Regions from separate parts of the Rattus norvegicus genome. Here region 1 is linked to region 2. Evidence: chromatin contacts called from public Hi-C data. All regions are on one chromosome and are shown on one strand. Each heading gives the region's core, a stretch centred on a gene start, on an enhancer-like site or on the middle of the called end of the contact. The rest is flanking DNA. Distances are from core to core; before and after follow the strand shown. Region 1 holds the start of Hspd1 (heat shock protein family D (Hsp60) member 1). Region 2 overlaps Sf3b1 (splicing factor 3b, subunit 1).

Region 1 (4,867 bases), core at 952-3,451, 81 kb before region 2:
AGCACTGTACCTGTGCTAGAATTAGTTTTGTGCCTTATTAAATACCTCCTTCAATTCTGAAAAGACCCCTGGGTTTATCTACTTGTATGATCTTCTGTCTATTTAAAATTTGAAGAGTAGGCTACAAAATAACTACAGAGGTATTTCTTTTTTTTTTTCAGAGCTGGGGACCGAACCCAGGGCCTTGCGCTTGCTAGGCAAGCGCTCTACCACTGAGCTAAATCCCCAACCCACTACAGAGGTATTTCATTTTGTGAGGTTTTGTTTTACTTTGAGATATGGTCTCGTCCTGTACCTCCTGTTGGCCTACAAGGCTCTATAATCCACTTGCCTTGGCCTCCAAAGAACCTGGGCCAGAGGCATGAGGCACTATCAAGGCAGGCACTTTTTAATCTGTAGTGTGGGGCACTGCTGAATTAGCTCAGTGGGTAAAGAGACTTGCTATCAAAGTATGGGAACCCAAGTTGGGATCCCAACACTATAGTAAAAAGGATGTAACCCCCAACATGCTCAGGCCAGAAACCAGACTAGTTCAACACGACTTTACCCCAAAAGAGTAAGGTGGAGATGGCCCTGCAACACATCATACAGACATGTGCACATACAGTCATACACTCAAATACCCTCTGCCTTTTTACAGTCCCTGTCATTCCTTAGAAATATAAAACAATTCTAAAATTGTTTTCCTGAATGCGAGGTTCTTCGTGAATTGAAATCTAACTTGAAATTACTTCCAAAAAAACCTTGCCATTTTAATTAACTTTTTAATTAACAAACCAATTCCTCTCCTTCCACATCACACATAAAATTCTGTACCACTCTAGGAGCTCCGGGTTACCTTTCCTTTCCCGCCTGATCCCACAGCCACGACCGTTGCTTGCAATACTTTTCCTTGAGACTTTTCTGGAAGCATAATGCCACCTTTGGTCACAGTTTCAGCGGCACTCCTTTCAACCAATACTCTGTCAAATAGCGGAAGAAACTTCCTAAAAGCTTGTCCAGCCTGTGGAGAGAAATGTGTTCAAACAGACAGTAATTAAGTTCGAAGTGTCAGGAGACGAAGTTAATAAATACCACTGCAAACCTTAACTCCCAATAGGTCAAAGCCTTCCAAAATGACAAGAAAACTCAAGTGTATCTTTAGAATATACCCTTCAATGTTCACTCCATATAAGCCAAGTTGATTTTCATTTCCTTGTCTGTTGTGAGTGTGTGGGGGGCGGGGGTCTTCATTGCTCATCAGCAATCGCAACCTTGGTCTTTTCCAAGGTCAAATATTTTTCCTTTAGATTTTTTTTTCAAACTCGAGTAACAGGGGAGTGGTGTCAATTTTTAAGCCCCGATCTTACTCTTTCTCCAACATAGGACTCATTCACCTAGGCCGTGCCAGGGCAGGTGGGCTTCTGAGTATGTACCCGGGCGCCCGCCCCCTGCTCCAGACGCCTGCCGCACACGTGCGTGCAGAAAAGCCGTGGTGGAGAAAGGGTCGGATAGGCCTCGCTTCTGTAGAGCAACGGGAGGTCGCTGGACACTGAGTGGACCCCTGTCCTGTCCTGCTAGTCCCAAAGCGCACATGGGCTCGCCGTGGGCCGCAGGCCGAACTGGATCCGTCGGCCTGCCAGCCACGAGACACTCACCATGACTTACGCCGCCGCAGCTCCGGACTCTGCACTCGGACTCCTGCTGCAAGGAGACTCCCGTGGGCCGGCTCAGGACACGTGAAAAGACAGCGCAGCGCGCAGGCGCACTCAGCCCCTTAGCGTGAGAGAAGGCGGCCACTCCAGCGCGCGCGCCGATTGGTGGCCAGGACTCCGCGCAGGCGGCCGATGCGGGTAGCCGGAGGCGGAAGAAAAGGGGAGCACTTTCTAGGCTTTTCCAGGTCGGCCGCTGAGGTGAAAGAACAAGCCCCTCCCGGAAATGACGCCACTTGACCTTTCACCCACGAAAAGCGCGGGGCCTTCCGGAAGGTTCTAGAACCGAGCGCGGCCCAGGAACCAGTGTACGGCGGCGGGAGAGTGCTGAGGCCACGGGGCTGAGGCCGCTCAGGTAAGGAGGGCGGGGCCGCGCGCGTCGCATGCAGATTGCAGGGCCGGGGCGTGGGAGAAGTGGGGCGCGCGCGCGCGCGCACGCGGGGCCGCGGGGCGGGGCCGGGGAGGGAGGGGACTCGGGCTCATTGCGGTGCGCGCCCAGTGCTGGGTCCCTCACTCGCCGCAGACGGCCTGCCTCGCCTCGTGCTCTTCCGCCGCCGCCCCGCAGGTACGCGGCCTCGGCGTGCACGGCGGCCCGGTGCTCGTGGGCCTGCTTGCAGCGCGGACCGAGCACGGAGGGCTGGGGGATAAGTCTGTCAGCGACGCCGCAGGCTCGGTTCACTTGTTCAGGCCCAGTAGGGCCATACTGCTTTCATCACGTGCGGCGGGCACCACGCGACCTAGGCTAAGCGCGGGAGCAAGGGCGGGCTAGGGTGGGAGCAACTTGGGCCCTGTGGTTCCATCTGCGCCTGGCGCACTGTAGGGCTCTATCGGAGGGTGGTCGCGGTCCTCTAGTCCGCTGTGGCCGCGGTGATCCGGCGCCTTCACTTTGACCTTGCTCGGGGCTCCTGGTCGAGAAGACACGTGGGGCTGCGCGGCTGCGCTGAGCTAGGGCCCTTTTCCTCCGGCCTTGCTTGCTGCTGTGCTACTGTAGCTCCGGGTGGATGCCTGGCGGGCGACACTCTCCTTAGAGGGTTTTGCACCGTCATTAGTACTTCTGTGATTCTCTAGGCACTTGCATTTAGAACCTGCCTGCTTACACCAACTTTTTTTTTCAGACACTTTTCGGAGTGGATCTGCTTCCAAGGCCGTTTTGGCAGTGAAAGATTAACTCGAGAGGGCAGGAGGGGGTGGCCATGGGGAGGTGGTTTCGTGTGCTTTGTGCTAGTGCTGTAGGTCAGGCATGGGGGCAGCCTCCATGATCAGTTGGTTAACAGATTATGTCCTGAATCTGCAGCGCCGTTAGCAGAGAACAGCAGAACTCCAATCTAGCCACCATATTTTGAAGCACCGTTGGACAAGTTTGTAGTGATACTTTTTTTCTTTCCCCAGAAATGCTTCGACTACCCACAGTCCTTCGCCAGATGAGACCAGTGTCTCGGGCACTGGCTCCTCATCTCACTCGGGCCTATGCCAAAGATGTAAAATTTGGTGCGGATGCTCGAGCCTTAATGCTTCAAGGTGTAGACCTTTTAGCCGATGCTGTAGCTGTTACAATGGGGCCAAAGGTACCAGTATACTTATGTCGTGTTAAAGAATAGTGTTCTGTAGCTGCAAGACAGCATTTTGTAATCGAGTTTTGTGAGTATCTGATTTGCATGTGGTACAACTTAGTGGTTTGGGGGGTGTTATTTAGGTTTGTTAGTTGGTCATTCTACGACGGTGTCCTTACTGCTGCTTCAGTCGATTTGGGAGACTTCTGTGCGTTGTGATGTAATAGTAACAGCTCAAGGAAGATTTTCAAACCAGAGTCATGACTGTGTGCATGCTTGCATTAAATTTTGGATCCCATCCCAGTAGTTAGAGGGTATAGAGGGGAAAGTACAACTCCACTCTAATAACTCAAGTGCATAGCTGTAATGTGAGCGTTCACTGAACGCTGAAATTTCCAACATAAAAGGCAAATGCACTAGTGTAGAATCATTACTTTAAAGGTGTCCGTATTTTTATATGCATTTTATTCTGCCTGCATTTATGTCTGCCAGGGTGCCAAGGTTCTGGGAACTGACTTGGCCCTTTGGAAGAGGAGCCTGTACTATTACCACCAAGCTGTCTTTACTTAACTTTATGAGCTTTGTTGTTTGGGTCTTTTGTTTGTTTTATTCAAGATAGCATTTCTCTGGTAGCCTAGGCTGTCCTGGAACTCAAAGAGATCATCTACCTGCTTCTGCAACACATTGTCAGACTCTTTTTACTTGCCCTTTGGGAAAAACTTTGTGGTCTCCCATTCATCTCTACATTGTACATACCTCATGGTTTCTGCAATTATCACATTGCAAAGATTTGTCTAGTTTTGGGTTTTTGAGTCTCACTAGTTTAGTCTGGCTTCTAACGCCCTTGTGGCAAGGCTATCCTCACATCTCCAGCGTAGGAATTCAGTATTCTACTCACCCAGTGTGTTTTTATTATGACAAGGTCTCTAACCATAGCTGGCCAAGTCAGCCTTGAACTTGAGCACTGCTAAGATCAGAGGCTGGGATCACACATTTAAGTGGCTGAATAGGGAGCTATAGTACTTTGAGGACATCATTGGATACAGTGAGGTCATTTTAAATTGATACTAGACTGATCTAAAGAACTGCATAATCCCAGCATTCAGGAGGCTCAGGCAGGTGGATCTGAAAGCCATGGCTATAAGAGAAATCCTGTCTTGAAAAACAAAACAACAAAAAGCCCTGCATCTTTAAGTACTGTTTACATAGCTCAAGACAGAATAGAAGCTTGGTTCAAATCCAAAAGTTGCCAATACCGTCGTTGCCATATTTGAAGTTTTTATTGAGTGAACCAGAAGAGCCCATTATTATCTTACTGGCTGATATTTAGTGAATGAATTTTAAAGCAAAACATGTTTTTGATAAGCAGGGCATTAGTGAGTGGTTCTTGCCTCTGGTCCCAGCCTTCAGGAGGCAGAGGCAAGTAGATCTTTGTGCTTTGTGAGTTTGAGGACAGCCATGGCTGCACAGAAGAACCCTGTCTCAGAAAACAAACCCAGTTCATAGCCAAACTCAAGTACAAACGATGTGAAGAATGTCCTGGGATCTGTGTTTTCTTGTTTTATAGGTAGCATCTGTTAGTTCCAGGGAATTCCTGTTGTGCCTCAGTCAAAGTTAGACTCCAGG
Region 2 (4,545 bases), core at 39-2,538:
ATCATTCTTTCTCTTATAGCTGTTTTAATTTTTTTTCTGGTTTTTCTATTAAGAATGTGGTTATAAATATGTAGCTGTCTTGATTTGCATTTGCAATGTAAAAACACTCTGATACTAGGACTGATCTTAACTGTCCTGTATCTGGAGGGCCTGAGTTTTGCACTGTGGGACATTAACAGTTTGTGCGTTTTCCGTAGGTCACATAATGAGCATGACTCCTGAGCAGCTTCAGGCTTGGCGGTGGGAGAGAGAGATTGATGAGCGCAACCGCCCACTTTCTGATGAGGAATTAGATGCTATGTTCCCAGAAGGATACAAGGTACTAGCAGTGAATATATGATGAATATGTTGTATTGTGGATATGAGTTTTAAGTATTTATTTAGTTAAAAACGTTGCCTGGTAAATTTGCATTGACCTTGCCAGAATTTATTAGTTTTATATTTTGAGGTATTAGTGCATTTCAGTTTGACAAGCACGAAGTAATTGAATGATGAAATATAGGTGGCGTTAAATATATTTAACATCGACATTTATTAAATATATTTATCATTAGCATTGTTAGACATGATAACTAAGGATATTTGGGCTTTCAGTTTGTTTTGCAATAGGATTAATTGGTGTTTCTTTCAGAGGGTCTTGGCAGATACTTACTTTTCTGTATTTAAGACAGATTTGTAGAGTTCAATTTTAACTATGTTTTATAGTATTTAGTAGTGTTTATGTAAATGATAATATATATGATCTTTTTAATCTATTTCATAAACCACATGTTCATTTCCATTTAAATGAGTAATTGTAGATTTTTGTTCTTAACAGTGCCTTTTGGGAAATCACTGAATTGAGTTTTACAATTTTCCAGTTTTGTTAGTTTGACATGATGGCTTGACAACATGTTGATATTTCAAGCATGAGAATTTCTTTTTTTTCGGAGCTGGGGACCAAACCCAGGGCCTTGCACTTGCTATGCAAGTGCTCTACCACTGAGCTAAATCCCCAACCCCGAGAATTTTTTAAAGAGTGTTTCATGTATTTCCTTCTTTTCCACTTAAATTTTATCTAGCAAATAATATTTTCTATAAATACCTTAACTTTTAGTTAACATCGAATAGTAGGATTTGTTTTCTTGAGGTAAATATGCTAGCTAATAAATTGTAAAATCTATATATGTGCAAATACTGCTCACTGTTGTCTTTGAGTATATAAAGCCAAGGCAGTCCTACTAACATGCCTATCCCTATCTTAGGTCCTTCCCCCTCCAGCTGGCTATGTTCCTATTCGAACTCCAGCTCGAAAGCTGACAGCAACTCCCACACCTTTGGGCGGTATGACTGGTTTTCACATGCAAACTGAAGACAGAACTATGAAAAGTGTCAACGACCAGCCATCTGGGAATCTTCCATTTCTAAAACCTGATGACATTCAGTACTTTGACAAACTATTGGTAAGTGGTGATAGAAAAACTGAAGTATTGCTTGTTGTTTGGGAGTTATAAATCATGAATTTGATGTATTTTAAATTTTATTGTAGGTTGATGTAGATGAGTCAACACTTAGTCCAGAAGAGCAAAAAGAAAGAAAAATAATGAAGTTGCTTTTAAAAATTAAGAATGGTACACCTCCAATGAGAAAGGTAAGATCTATTATTTTTTTTTTATCAGGACAGGGTAGCCGCTGGCTATCTTGGAACTCATTTTGTGTAGAGCAGGCTGGCCTCGAACTTACAGAGATTTGCCTGCCTCTGCCTCTGCCTCTGCCTCCTGAGTGCTGGGATTAAAGGTGTGCACCACCACCTCCCAGCTTTTTATTTTTTATTTTTATTTATTTATTTTTTTTGGAGCTGGGGACCGAACCCAGGGCCTTGCGCTTCCTAGGTAAGCGCTCTACCACTGAGCTAAATCCCCAGCCCAGCTTTTTATTTTTTTAGACAGGGTCTCTACACAGTCCTGGTTGTTCTGTGATTTACTAGGTAGACAAGGTTGGCCTAGAACCTGCAGAGGTCCACCTGCCTCTGCTTCCCAAGTGCTCAGATTAAAGATAATGCATCACCTTTATTTAATAAAATTGGGGGTGTGTACCACATCTGATTCCTAGTCCTAGTGTTTGATTTGTTATATTCATTATTTTTGTTGGTTAAACTATCCCAGGCTGGCCTGAAACTCGTAGCCCAGGCTGAATTTAGACTGATAGCCATTCTTTTTGCCTAGTTACCCAGGTAGTGGAATTAGCAGAATAAGACATGACACTCTGCTCTGCTTCCCTTTTGACTTTGTATATGCTCTCTGATAAGTTGCTTAGCGTGATCTTAGCTTGTTCAGGCAGGACTGAGCTTTGGAGCCTCTTATCCTGGAGTACTGGTTGGGATTACACACTCATGCTCCAAGCTCAGTGAATTTAACTTCTAATCAAAGGAGTTTTTTGTTCTGATAAGGATATGAGATGGCTAATTCTTTTTGTCCTTGACAGCTTTAAAGTGTTTAGAACTTAGAGGTAATTAGTGGAAATTATGACTTGTAACAACCAAATGTGGCTTGAACATAGAAGAAGGTTGTTCAGGCAGAACTAAGGCATATGGTTTAAGCTTGTATAGATAGCTCCATAGCTCTACTAAATTATCCTTTTCTTTATTTAAAAAAAAATCTTGGGCTGGAGAGATGGCTCAGTGGTTAAGAGCACCCGACTACTCTTCCAGAGGTCCTGAGTTCAATTCCCAATTCCATGTGGTTACATGGTGGCTCACAACCATCTGTAAAGAGATCCGATGCCCTCTTCTGGTGTGTCTGAAGACAGCTACAGTGTACTTATATTTAATAAATGAATAAATCTTTAAAAAAAATCTTATTTATGGGCATGTGCACATGGAGCACAGGTAGAAGGTCAGGATAACTTGTAGGAATCAGTTCTTTCTTTCTATTGTGTGGGTTCTTAGGATTGAACTCAAATGATCATTAGGCTTGGTGGCCTGCCATTACCCTTTACACCCTGAGGAAGGAATCTTGCTAGTGCTCTAAGTTACCCCTTTTTCTTTTATGCTCATCTATTTTTTACACACATGCATGTGTGTGTGCATGGTGCATAGATATGTGAAGGGGACAGGTAGGGTCGTGCTCCAGGATGCTTCAGAGGACGGCTTTTGGAAGTTGTTTCTCTCCTTTCATTGTCTGGATCTCAGGGTTGAAGTGGAGTCGTTAGTCTTGCGATAAGCACCGTTATCCTCAGACCTCAACTGCCACTAAATTAATTGCCCCCTTTAAATGAGCTGATAGTGTTGAACTTAGACCATTAGAGTTTGAATATTAAAAGTTTACAGAAATGAATTCAGACGACTGTATGTAAATTGTCTACAAAAGTGCAAATTATATTATTATTCCTGGTGAAATTTGCCACTTTGGAATGTGTGTTTGCTCATAAAAAATAACTTTCTTTTCCATTGATTTTCCTCAGGCTGCCTTACGTCAGATTACTGATAAAGCTCGAGAATTTGGAGCTGGACCACTGTTTAACCAGATTCTGCCTCTATTGATGTCCCCTACACTTGAGGATCAAGAGCGACATTTACTTGTGAAAGTTATTGACAGAATATTGTATAAACTTGATGACTTGGTGCGGCCATATGTGCACAAGGTTGGTTTGTTCTCTAGTGTTGAATGGTTTCACTTTTATTTTTCTGGTTCTATTTTGCACTGTGTGGAATATGGAAGTTGTTATTCTCGTGTGTGTGTGTGTGTGTGTGTGTGTGTGTGTGTGTGTGTGTGTGTGTGTGTGTGTGTGTGTAGCCCTGGCTGACCTAGAACTTGTTCTGTAGTCCAGGTTGCCCTTTTGAACTCAGTTCCACCTGCCTCTGCCTCCTGAGTGCAGATTAAAGGAATGTGTCACTACTGCCAGAGAATTAAAACTCTTTAATCTATTTCTCCATTAACAAATGTCTTTGATAAATTGATGTGGAAATGTAATTCTTTCTTTTTCCTTCATTCAGATTCTTGTGGTTATCGAGCCACTGTTGATTGATGAAGATTACTATGCTAGAGTGGAAGGCCGAGAAATTATTTCTAATTTGGCAAAGGTATTCACATTAAATTCCTAGAAAAGGAAGTTTGTCTTTCCATGGGTTGAGGATTAATGGTACTAACTAAAGCTGCTGTTGTAACTTTTCCTTTTAGGCTGCTGGTCTGGCTACTATGATTTCTACCATGAGACCTGATATAGATAACATGGATGAATATGTCCGAAACACAACAGCTAGAGCTTTTGCTGTTGTAGCCTCTGCTCTGGGCATTCCTTCTTTATTGCCTTTCTTGAAAGCTGTGTGTAAAAGCAAGAAGTCTTGGCAAGCGAGGCACACTGGTATTAAGATTGTACAACAGATAGCCATTCTCATGGGCTGTGCTATCTTGCCACATCTCAGAAGTTTAGTTGAAATCATTGAGCATGGTAAGTGGTGATGTGTCGTTTATAGATCAGCTGTCCTGATAGGGGCAGGTGTATATGTAAAATAAATGAAAGGCTTTCCTCACACAAACATTATATTTAGAAATGGGGTTTGTAATA

What was found. A called contact is a pair of places that touch in the nucleus more often than the background predicts.
Region 1: a Hi-C map of prefrontal cortex shows a contact between it and region 2, with 2.4 times the contacts expected there. The contact joins the promoter of Hspd1 here to the enhancer-like site in region 2. A contact is called at or near these places in 3 of 12 Hi-C or Micro-C datasets (hepatocytes, mammary epithelial cells and prefrontal cortex).

What each region holds. Positions count from the first base shown.
Region 1 is chr9:64,081,371-64,086,237 of GRCr8, reverse strand. Hspd1 (heat shock protein family D (Hsp60) member 1) reads left to right here and starts at 2,201. Exons shown (of 12, transcript NM_022229.2): 1 at 2,201-2,256; 2 at 3,081-3,256. The coding sequence starts at 3,083. It overlaps Hspe1 (heat shock protein family E (Hsp10) member 1), which reads right to left and starts at 1,911. Exons shown (of 4, transcript NM_012966.1): 1 at 1,638-1,911; 2 at 839-1,003. The coding sequence starts at 1,640.
Region 2 is chr9:64,000,019-64,004,563 of GRCr8, reverse strand. It overlaps Sf3b1 (splicing factor 3b, subunit 1), which reads left to right. Exons shown (of 25, transcript NM_053426.1): 9 at 198-319; 10 at 1,245-1,442; 11 at 1,529-1,630; 12 at 3,442-3,621; 13 at 3,974-4,060; 14 at 4,158-4,428. Among named protein-coding and RNA genes, the nearest start is that of Sf3b1, 24 kb to the left of the region's middle. Within about 2 kb of position 1,288, at least 1 of the 93 cell types and tissues checked has an H3K27ac peak or open chromatin away from gene starts, as enhancers often do. A contact at or near this core is called in prefrontal cortex, where this site is marked.